Linked DNA regions of Mus musculus: region 1 is linked to region 2. Evidence: chromatin contacts called from public HiChIP or PLAC-seq data. All regions are on one chromosome and are shown on one strand. The core of a region is the stretch at or near the end of the contact, and the rest is flanking DNA. Distances in the headings are between cores, read along the strand shown.

Region 1 (5,740 bases), core at 3,178-5,677, 34 kb after region 2:
CTGAGCGCTTCCTACGAGTCAAGGATCTGTGGGCACCATACGGGCATAGTTTAATTAACCTCACTCTGAAGACAAAGAAACCGAGGCACAGAAGGTGAAGCCATAGACTATCCCAGGCCCAAAGACCACACTATGGTTTTTTTATGCAAGAACTCAACAGCCATTTCTTTTCCCCCTCCATCCTCACTATCCTTCAGAGTTGAACTGGCTTTTCGGGTAGAACTGCAAATAACCCAATCAGAAAGGACCATGTAGGTGACTCGCCCAATCAAGAGCAAATCTGGAAAGCAAAGACTAACCAAAGGGGCGGAGGGGTGGTTCGATGGGTTCAGTCTTTTAAGAAGTACCAGCACCCTGATGTTAACTTATTTATTTACTTTTTAAAATTTTGATGTATTTTATTACATTGTATTTGTGTGTGTGTGTGTGTGTGTGTGTATTCTTTGGGCAGGAAGGCAAAAATGCAGAGTGTGGCTTAGGCATTAGTGGGTGGGGCTTAGACTTGTGGGTGGAACCTAGGATAAATACTATAATTAAGTCTCGAAGTGGGTGGTGGTGGTGGTGGTGGTGGTGGTGGTGGTGGTGGTGGTGGTGGTGGAGGAGGTGCAGTGATCGGGTATGACTGCAATCCCAGCACCTGGAAGGCACAGGCAGGCGGATCTCTGTGGACTGGAGGCCAGTCTGGTCTATAAAGTGAGTTCCAGGACAGCTAAAGCTACTGAGAAATCCTAATCTGGAAAAACCAAAGAAGAGTAAGAATCCTGAGTTTCAGGTTGGGCGTGGTGGCGCACGCCTTTACTCCCAACACTTGAGAGGCAGAGGCCCGCAGATATCTCTGAGTTCAAGGCCAGGTTGGTTTACACAGCAAATTCTGGGCCAGGTTGCCATACAGAGCTAGATTTGTGCTTTAGGGCAGGGCTTAAGAGGCAGCAGGTAGCCCTGGCAGTAGTGGCACATGCCTTTAATCCCAGCACTTGGGAGGCTGAGGCAGGCGGATTTCTGAGTTTGAAGTCAGCCTGGTCTACAGAGTGAGTTCAAGGACAGCCAGGGCTACACAGAGAAACCCTGTCTCAAAAAACCAAAAAAAAAAAAAAAGAGGCAGCAAGCAGGTGGGGCCAGAATTGGGGGTAGGGCCTAGGTGAGGAATTATAGGCTAGGTCATGAGGTCATGAGGTTGGAAGATGTGTTGCAGGAAGTAGGGCTCGGGTTAGTTCTTTCAATTACCTCTGCATCGTAGGCTCTTCACTCATTATCCATTATGTGTTCCTGTTACCTTCCCCTCTGCCCACACCTCCAGTCCAGGGACAATGTCACCCCTCTTTTGGATGCTTATGTGTGCTTCCTCTTCATGCACATGCTATGCTGCCATTTATTACTGTGTGACCCTGGGCAAGTGACTAGACCTCTCTGCCTCAGTGGTTCTCATCTGTAAAATAGGGATAGTCAGAGGAGAGCCTTCGTAATTGAATGCCCTAGAATCAGTGCTACATCTGTCTCGTTTGTTTGCTGCAGGTCTTCTCCTACTTCATTATGTGTGCTACGTGTGCACACATGTGAGTGTGTGTGTGTGTGTGTGTGTGTGTGTAAGGCAGAGGTCAACTTCAGGTGTTGTTTCTCAGGAGTGGCTCACCTTATTTTTATTGTTTTATCGTTGTTTTTAATAATTTATTTATTTTTCTTTTATGTGCCTTGGTGTTTTACCTGCACACATGTCTGGGTGAGGGTGTCTGGTGCCCTGTAACTAGAGTTACAGTTGTGAGCCTCTATGTGGGTGCTGGGAATTGAACCAGGGTCCTCTGGAAGAGCAGCCAGTGAGTGCTCTTAACCGCTGACCATCTCTCCAGCTCCCTACCCGAACTCAGAGATCAGCCTGCCTCTGCCTCCTGAGTGCTGGGATTAAAGGCAGGAGGCACCATCACCTGGCTTTTCTTTCTTTTTAAAATTATTTTGTCCATGTGAGTGTTTTTCCTGCCTGTGTGTCTGCACACTATGTGCATTTCTGGTGCGTGTGGAGGTCAGAAGAAGATGCTAGATCCCCTGGGACTGGAATTACAGACAATTGTAAGCCACCACACATAGGTGCTGGGACTTGAACCTGGGTGCTCTGCAGTGGCAATCAGCACTCTTAACAAATGAGCCATTTCTGTAGCCCTGGTCTACCAGGTTTATGAGACAGAGTCTCTCACTGGGGCCTACGGCTAGCAGATTAGGCTACATGGGGTGGCCGAAAAGCTCCAGGGATCTACTTGTCTCAGCCTCCACAGAGCCTGGGTTGCTGGAGTGAGCCACCATCCCCCTGTGCTGCACAGCAAGCTCTCCACAGGCTCAGAGATCTCCCCAGTCCTTTTCTCCTGCTGTCTCCTCAGCCCTATACTCCCTTGCTCATGTGGAGATGGTGTCTGGAGAGTGTGGGCAGGCAGTCTGAGAGGGGAGACTAGGAGCATCCCCTGCTGCTCATCTGGGTTTGAATTGGACGATTGTCATCTGCATTGGTGAGCTGTCCTGGGGTTGGGGTGAGGGTCTCCCTATGGGGGGGGGGTCCCTAAGTGGAAAGTGTTTGAGACACTACAGATCTGGGGACTACAGTAAGGTAGATACTGAGAATTTTTCCTTTTTTTTTTTTCCGGTTCTTGCCACTGTGAGTTTTATTTTTTTTTGGGGGGGGGGAGTAAGGGTGGACACGGGAGCAGAGGCACCCAGCGCCACGCCTTGGAAAATTGAGGGAATCAAGGACTTGATTCCCGCTCACAGCCCTGCAGAAGGATGCCAGATCTGTCAAGATCAAGAAGAACAAGGATAATGTGAAGTTCAAGGTTCACTGTAGCCTTTACACCCTGGTGGCCACAGACAAGGAGAAGGCAGAGAAGCTGAAACAGTCCCTGTCCCCAGGTTTGGCAGTGAAGGAGCTGAACTGAACCAGATCTTTGCATTTGACTATTAAAAACTCTGAAAAACTCTATATATTTTGAGGGGAGGCCTTGCTGAGTTTGGGAGTTCATGTGTATGTCAGAAAGTGAAGGAACATGGCCTGAGACACCCAGTGGACTCTGAGAAAAGGGCAGGAGGTAGGCTCTGGGGTAGGAGTTAAACACTGAAGGTCCAAACAAGGAATAAGTAAGGTATTCAGGGATCTACAGGAGTGAGAGTGAGGAAGGGGTTGCAGGGGGCTGAAGGCAGCAGGACTGGTTGCTGGGAGTGAGGGGTGGAGTGGGGGTGGGTGAGGTGGGGGTGGGAAGAAACCTACAGCAAATGGTGGCAGAGGTAAACCAAGGAAGGGGTGCTCTGAAAGGGACAGAGGGAAAGTTCCAAGGTTCCCAAGAGTGTTAAAGGAAGACCTGAGGTATCATTGGAGAAATGAGGAAAGTTTAAGGGTTTCCCATAGGGAGAAGAGATGGTTGGCGTTCCTCAGACATTAGCCATGGCATACAATTGCTACTGGTGGACAGGGAACAGTTTAAAGTCCTTGATGGAGGGAAGACATTGCTGGGGTTGGATCAGTTTTTACTCTGGATGGCTATGAAACATGGCGTGGCTCCTCAGGGTTCACCAGTGAATCAAGCTATGGTAGGCTCTTTATGGACACTGACATATAGTCTGAGTCCTCCCTGGATTTCGGGGTGTGGTCTGTGGACCATCTATCTGAGCCTTGGGTATGATTTAGGATGACTGGGAGGTAGGTTGGTATCTGGATCCCCTGGGATGTTGTGATATGACCTGGGGGGTGCTTCTGGAATTAGAGGTATATGGTTTAGGGTTCCTGACAGGGTGTGCCTCCACCCCTGTCTGAAGTCACGAAAAAGAGTAGAACAGTTCCTGGTTCCAGGTGGCTCTCCAACATGGTCTGGGGCTTCAAAGACCCGCACTCTAAGGATGTGATGGAGAGAGCAGGGGTGTGTGTAGGGGGTCCAAGTAGCCGCTGGGGCGTGGTCTAGGGGACAGGGGTGGGGCCGGGGCGGGGGCTGGACCAGGGCGCTCTGCAGTGGAGAGGGGGTCTGCGGCGACCTGGGAGTGCGTGTGGCCGCCCCACCTCCGGTCCGCGCCCCCTCCCCCCCTTGCGGCGGCGACGCGGAGGGCGGAGCGCGGCGGCGCGCGGGAGGGCGGGCGGGAGGCGGGAGGCGGGCGGGAGGCGGCCCCGCGGCACCGCGCCCCCTCCCCCGACCCTCCCCCCACCATGGCGCGGCGCGAGGCGGCGGCGGCGGTGGGGCCGGGCCCCGGGCCCCCTCCCCCGGGCTGGGTGAGCGTGGCCCACGGCGGCCCCGGGGGCTCTTTGGAGGCGGCGGGCGGGGGCGCGGGGACGAGCGTGCCCGTGTGTCCGCGGCGCTGCGGCGGGGCCCGGCGTGCGCCGGCCCGCGGCCCTGTGTGTGCCGGGCGCCCCGCCGGTGTGGCCATCCGGGCGTGTGCGGGGCCGCGGTCGGCCGTGCGTGTGCATGTGTGCATGTGTGCGTGTGTGCGCGCGTGTGTCCCACACACTCCGGGGCGCCGGATCTGGGGGGCTGTGGCGCGCCCGTCCGAGGGGCTGTGTGCAGGTGTGTGCGGGGGCTGCGCGCCCAGGTGTGCGGGGGGTGGGGGGGCCCAGCGGGCCTTTGCGCGCGTGCGGCTGGCAGCGTTGGGGGTCTGTGTCCGGCTGGGTTGGATGTCCATGCGAGGGGCTGCGGTGCCGGGTGTGTTCGCTCGGGTGTGTGTGTATGTGTATGTCTCTGTGTGTGTCCGTGTGTGTGTTGTGTGCGGTTTGGATGTCTCCAAGGGTGTGTGTGTGTGTGTGTGTGTCTGTGTCAGGTATCCTGCTGGGGTGGGGGCTGAGGCTCAGCGCATAGTGGGGCCAGGTCTCCGAATAGATGGGGGGGGGGGGACTTGGCTGATCCCTCGGTACATGTCAACTGGAGGGGGGGGGTCCTCAGTGATCCTTGGGGGAGACGGCCATGTCTTTCTCCTCTTCTCCGTGGTTGGTTGGGGAGGGGGGATGGGAGGCCGGGAGGTGGACAGATGGAGGAATGAGAGGCCGAGGGATGGACAGATGGGCCCTGGGGTGGGGGCTGAGGGTTGGAGAGTGGAGGGTGGGGTTGAAGACCTGGCCCTTCCCACCCCACCCCACCCTAACTCCCCCACCTGCCGGGCATCTGCAGATAGCGCCCCAGTTGCCTATATCTTGATGGTAAGGCTGGGGAAACTCTGGGGGTTCCTGGTGGCAGAATCTTGTTGGAACCCGGCTTTGGGACTCAACCCCTTCCTGATGGAATCCCACCTGCTGAACTATATGACCTTTGGCCCTGGCTTGTGCCCGATTCTTTTTGGAGAAGGGTGTAACAGGGACTGGAAGGGGTGTTAGAATGTATTTGGCCTGGGAAGTAGGTGGGGCAGGAGAGCCAGGGCCATGAGGGATGGGTAGCAGTGACTGAGTGTGAAGCTAGCTGTTCTGTTGACTGCTCTGGGCTTTGGTATTTTGTGTGCATTTACAAGTGTGTTGGTTCCTCATGGGACTGTGGCCTGAGTGTATCTGCCATGGGTGAGCCTCTTAGAGTGCTTACAAAGTGCCAGTGTGCTTGTTCATGGCTTCCTGCTTTGTCAGTGTGTGTTCGTGCCAGGGGTTCTGTGTACATGTGTGAGGCGTGCACTGACTGTGCACGCGTGTGTCTGTTGGTGCTTTATCTGCTCTATGACTACCCAGTGGGAATATGTGAAGTTGCACGAATGTGTTTAGGTGTGTAAGAGTGTGCACCTATGTATCTTTCATTGTGCAGGT
Region 2 (5,609 bases), core at 219-2,718:
TCTGTACCTTTTGTCTTAATTCTGTAGTCTGGAATTCACATTAGTTTCTAATTCTACTTAAATCTGTAGCTCTTGGAGTGAATCACACAACTCAGAACTCCTGGGGTCTGGCCTGCAAGTCTCTGCTCTCTGTTTTCTTGGAGAGCCCCTGTTAAAGTGACAGGAAATTCATCCATTCAAAGCCATCCACTCACTTTATGACCACAGCACCAGCCCAAGAGTAACAGAACTAGCAGTACTGCAAGCACTCCTCACAAGGACAACAATGATGGCTGACACTGAGTGCATGTATGTGCTGTCCACCCTTAGCTTAACCATTTTATTATTTCTACACACAAGTAAGACCTGGGAAGGTGAAGTGACAGGACTGCAAGTGACAAACATGAAATCTAAGTTGCATGTCCTGGAAGAAACTTTCTCCATTTTATTTTAGGTGTCTTTCTGCATGTGTGTTGGTGTTTCATGTGCATGCAATGCCTGTGGAGGCCAGAAGAGGGTGTCAGATCCCCAGGTACTGGAGTTAGACAATTGTGAGCCAACATGTGGGTGCTGGGAATGGGCCTGGGCCTCTGGAAAAGCAGTCAGTGGTTACTGAGTCATTCCTCCAGCCTTCACTGTAACTTTCCATCTTCCAGTGCCAATGCTTTCAGTCTTGACTCCTCTTACATTATACCTGCCACTTAAAGCCAGGAAAATGCCTCTCCCATCTATCTTTATCTGAACCAGCTCTCAGTGTCCACAAAGTTCTTTCTCCAACCATCACAATATTTAAAATTTAAAATAAAATTAAAATTCTGAAGTGGGACAAGTTCTTCCTTAAGTCAGGAAGCCTTTTCTAGCCTATCCTTCTACCTCCAACTGGCATGGAGTCACATAACACTTTGATATCTTTCTTTTTTGGACTTAGTTCCAACCTTTCATTCTTGATGAGAAATACAGCAAGTAATATTAAGGACAAAGTCAAAGGCCTTGTATTCCAGCTGTCTGTACAAGAAGCACAGGGTTGCTGAGATGTGGGCTGCTCAGATTTAGGTAAGGGTGTCTGTGAAGGATTAACGGTCTGCATGTAGTTAATGTGCAAGATGTGGCTCAGTGATGGGTCTTTTTCTCCTTGCTCCTGCATCCCTACCCAGACTTCTCAATTGCTGTTGTTTAGGCATTACAGTGTAGCCAGAGGCATCTAAGACACAGAGAAGCCTTGTCTAAACCTCCCCCACCCCCAGAGTACTGCCAGGACCCCAGGGCTATGGGATGCAGCTTCTCCTCTGGTACTGCCAGGGGACGCGACAGAACAGCCTCAAGGGTTGGGCTCAAAGGAGGACCTTGTTCTATTGCCCAGAAAGGAGAGAGTAATTCTGAACCGATGAAGGCTGACCCTGAGGAAATGTGTGCTCATGTGTCTGAGTGGTGGTGGTAGGAAGGGCGAGCCTCCCAGGACTGGGAAGCGTCAATGAGCACTGGAATGAGTCCAAGGAATGTGCATAGCCTCAGGCCTCTTGGGGTGAGCCCAGCTGGGGATGCAGATGACGGGTGGGGATGGAACTTCTAGTTTCCTGCCCAGATCAGAAAACTCTGGCCCAGAGTTAGGCACAGCAGGGGCCCAATGAATACCTGGACGATTGACCCAGACGGTCTGTTGGTAGGTAGTGGTGTCTACGTGTGTAATGTGCCCTCTCTGGGATTCCAAACATTCAGTTATCCTGCCTTAAGTTCTAGCAGAGTATATTCTGCAAGTTCAAAAGGAAAAACCTGCCTGGGTTTAATAAACAAACAAACAAATTAATTCTGCCTCTGTCTCCACGACTCAGTATACTGTAACCATGGACCAGTTCTTTAAATTCACTGAATCTTGGTCATTTCTTTATGCAACAATGGCTGTAAAGTTACAGGGTTGTAGACAACAAGGGTGCAAAGCACCTGGCATGAGCAAGTGCTCAGCACATGAACACAAACCTCCACTGTCCCTGGGTGGAAATCTTTCTTGAGGCTATTAACCCGTGGCTCACTTAGCACAGCACAACTGGGACTCCCCTTAAGAGTTCCCACAGGGTTGGGGACATTTTTGCAACTATTTACCAAAACCAGACACATGTCTGCTCTTAAGTTAGAGGCATATTTTGTAGTGATAAAATGCTGGAAGTGGGTGGACTGGGTTTGGGGAACCAAGCAATGCAAGAATGCCAGCAGTTGCTCCTGTCAGAGATGCAAATTTGGACTCTGAGGACACAGAGAAGGTAAAGTAGATTGTGTGAGTGCCCTCCTTAGCATGATGGCCATGGGATGGAACTGGACAGGTAACCCAAGCAAAGTAGGTCATGACCCTTGGTCCTGGCAAATCATAGGGAGCCAAATGTATCTTTGAGACATAGAGGAAGCCCATTTTTATATGTTTAGTGTTGTAACAATCATGTTGGCCTCTCTGGCACTAATCAGAGGGGCTGGGGCTTGGCTTCAGACATACTCTTCTCTGCCTCACCCAGCTCACACAGACACGCGTTCACATTTTTGTTTGATGAACTATGTCAGTAGAGCCTGAAAGGGAAGGGTGGGGGTATCAGAGGATGAGTTCTGGTGACTCACTCACCATGGCCCCTTCTGACCCCTGTTTTCCCACCCAAATTCAGGGAGCCAGAGAGGGAGAGGCTTAAATCTGCTAGATATGGAGACTGACTCAGAGGACTAGATGTAAGAAGAAATGCAAGAACTGCAGACCAGGAAGAGGATGAGGAAGAAGAGATCTTAGCTGCCCAGACCCAATCTCCAGCTACCAGCCCATGGGAACACCCTTATGATTCAAGACACATTCAGCAGCCCAAGACTGCTGTTGGAGCTCCAAACAGCAGAGAACTAGGATAAGTAGGGCTGATGACAACTGGGAACTCTAGGCCTCTCTGTCCTGGTTGGTTATTTTTGTCAACCTACCACAATTTAGAATTTTCCTAAGAAGAGGAACTTCAATTGAGGCTTCCAGAAGATTGGCCTATAGGCAACCCTGTGAGACATTTTTCTTGATTAATTATCTGTGGGTGGGCCCAGACCACTATGGGCAGGTGATCCTGAGTGGTATTAAGAAAGCAGGTAGAGCAAGCTATGAAGAACCAGTAAGCAGTGTTCCTCTGTGATATGTGCTTCAGTTCCTACCTCCAGGTGCCTGTATGGAGTTCCTGCTTTGATGTCCCTTCAGAATGGACTGTAAGCTTTAGATGAATAAGCTCTTCCTTCCCCAAGTTGCTTTGATCAATGTGCCTACCACTCTAAGACAGGAGATGGACCTGAAGGACATGAGTCACAGTGCTTGGTCTTTATAAGAATCTGGACCCCTCTCTGGGCCCATCCCTTCAGGATTCTCACTTATTATTGGGTCTGGGGTGGGGGTGGGGGTGTGAAGATTCGGAATCTGTATTTTAAGTTGTTCTGACCCTGAGATTATGATAATACATGAGTGGGAAACACAAAGGAATGAAGAACCATAATGAGCAGAAAGAAATAAAATATCAGGAGAGACAGCTTTTCCCAAGGGCCATGTACCAGTTCCAAGAGGCAGGAACAAGCGGATTACTGGGCAAGTCTACCTAAAGGTGGAAGTGACAGGAGATACCACCTCTTTAGACTTAAAGTCACATCCATTAGGAAGTATTTAAGGGCCCCACAGACTTTATCCATGAGTACTTTCCTGAAAGTGATGCTTTGCTGTAACCCCGACAGACATCCTTCGTGCTCAATATGGGTTATGCCAAGGTCTCCCTCTCTTCTCTCATCTGTTTTCCTTGCCTCTCTACCCATCAGCTTCATAGAAAACTTCTCAAAACATGACAGAGATGTAAGATCTTGGCTCATATATTCACTATCATGCAATTCCTAAACAGTAGTCCTCCAGTACTAGCTGAGCCCTCCCCAATATGCTGATGTAACTGTTTGGAAAGGGCCTCCACTGTTTTGTATAGCATAACGTTCACAGACAATGTGGTAAGAACAAAAACTTTAGAATAACATACCTTCACACTAGGAGCTCCAGAGCTATTTAGAGATTCATCCTAGAGCTGCTTAAAGCATCTCTACTACAGCTTGGAGGAGCAAAACCAAATGGACCAACCAGGTGGTAGACAGAGCTAGTGGTCAATTACTCCCAAGTAAAAGTTGATTCCCTACTCTCTAGCCCAGCAGTTTTCAACCTTTGGGTCACGACCCCTTTGGGGATTGAGTATCAGATATCCTGTATATCAGATACTTATTTTATGATTCATAATAGCAAAATTACAGTTCTGAAGCAGCAATGAAATGATTTTATGGTTGGGGGCCACCATAACATGAGGAACTACATTAAAGTGCTGCAGCATTAGGAAGGTTGAGACCCACTGTTCTAGCCTAGTCTGTGACTCAGAGCAAGTCACTCAGCTTCCCCATCCATAAAACAGGCTTCCCTTACAAGTGCTGTGAGCGTTAGACAGCAACAGACTGCGCATGCCTGTAACCTCAGACTTAAGAGGCATAAGTCACTGCATTGCAAGTTTGAGGCCAGCATAGACTGTAGGCTGAGATCCTGTCTCAAAAAATGTAAAAATCTAAGGCCAAGTGTGGGAGTGCACACCTTTTATCCCAGTACTCAGGAAGAAGCAGAGGCAGGTGGATCTCTTAAATTTGAAGACAGTCTGGTCTATATGGAGAGTTGTAGGCCAGGCAGGGGCGCAAAAATGGGACCTTGTCTCAAAAAATAAACAACCCAAAACCAATAAAATGACAAAGCTCATAGAAAATGTGTGCACTCATATTGCACAGATCATCTCATAACACATAAGATCAGGAAAGAAGACCCCACATTTAACCTTCTATAGCAATTTTTTTTGGAAGTTTTGAAAACAAATGCAAAAACTGAAAGTGCTCTAATAAATTAACAGTGAAAGCACATGGCTGACCTGATAAAACAGATAAGGCTCAGGACATGGTAGTAAGGAATATGATGAAGCTGTGTAAAACACTGGCTTGTCCCAAGGAAGAACTGCCCCACCTCTTCAGTGTGGGCAGTTACTCACTAAACAGACCTCCATCCTTGGGTTCCAGAGCAGGGGAGCCTTTTCTTTGGTGGGGAGGTTGGCAAGAGTGGAAGATGGCTGAACTCTGAGTCTACTGTAGCTAAGCTGTGCTCTACCTGATTCTGATCTGCCTTACATCAGGCCTACGTGACTCCTAATATATGTAACTATCTTCTGTTGTATGCGATACTTTTGCAGCTTTTACATCCAATTCAGTAAGAAATGAGGGCCTAGATGAAATAACAGAGGCCAAGTAGCTCTGTGGCTCCCCAAATTCCCAATCTTGGAAACCCATGATAGAGCCCTCACCTGTAAAACAGGGATCTAACAGCACTAATCTTGTAAGGTCGTTTTGAGGAGTGCTAAGTATGACTGACAATAGAAACAGTGACTGTCACTGAGTACCCAGGCATTGCTGCTTCTCAGGCATTATGCGAAGAACTCCACCTACATGAACTCACTGGCTCCTCATAAGTACCCTAAACATAGGTAGAACTATCATCTTTACTTTAAAGATGAGGAAACTGAGGCATAATTATTGCAACTAACAACTGTTACTTCAGTCTAGGCAATGTGACT

The links. HiChIP or PLAC-seq counts read pairs in DNA pulled down with a chosen protein or histone mark.
Region 1: a contact with region 2 is called in an H3K27ac HiChIP or PLAC-seq map of embryonic stem cells, with 13 read pairs. The contact joins the promoter of Lrfn1 here to the enhancer-like site in region 2. A contact is called at or near these places in 3 of 39 promoter capture datasets (the 3T3-L1 cell line, cranial neural crest and epiblast stem cells), 1 of 484 Hi-C or Micro-C datasets (embryonic stem cells), 4 of 115 datasets of contacts at active chromatin or transcription factors (double positive thymocytes, embryonic stem cells and microglia) and 3 of 9 other capture datasets (adipose tissue, liver and pancreatic islet).

The regions. Positions count from the first base shown.
Region 1 is chr7:28,447,811-28,453,550 of GRCm38.p6, forward strand. Lrfn1 (leucine rich repeat and fibronectin type III domain containing 1) reads left to right here and starts at 4,428. Exons shown (of 5, transcript NM_001141921.1): 1 at 4,428-4,526. It overlaps Gmfg (glia maturation factor, gamma), which reads left to right. Exons shown (of 7, transcript NM_001039192.2): 7 at 1-420.
Region 2 is chr7:28,417,048-28,422,656 of GRCm38.p6, forward strand. The region is part of intron 2 of Samd4b (sterile alpha motif domain containing 4B); the gene reads right to left. Among named protein-coding and RNA genes, the nearest start is that of Samd4b, 16 kb to the right of the region's middle. Within about 2 kb of position 1,469, at least 98 of the 459 cell types and tissues checked have an H3K27ac peak or open chromatin away from gene starts, as enhancers often do. A contact at or near this core is called in adipose tissue and embryonic stem cells, where this site is marked.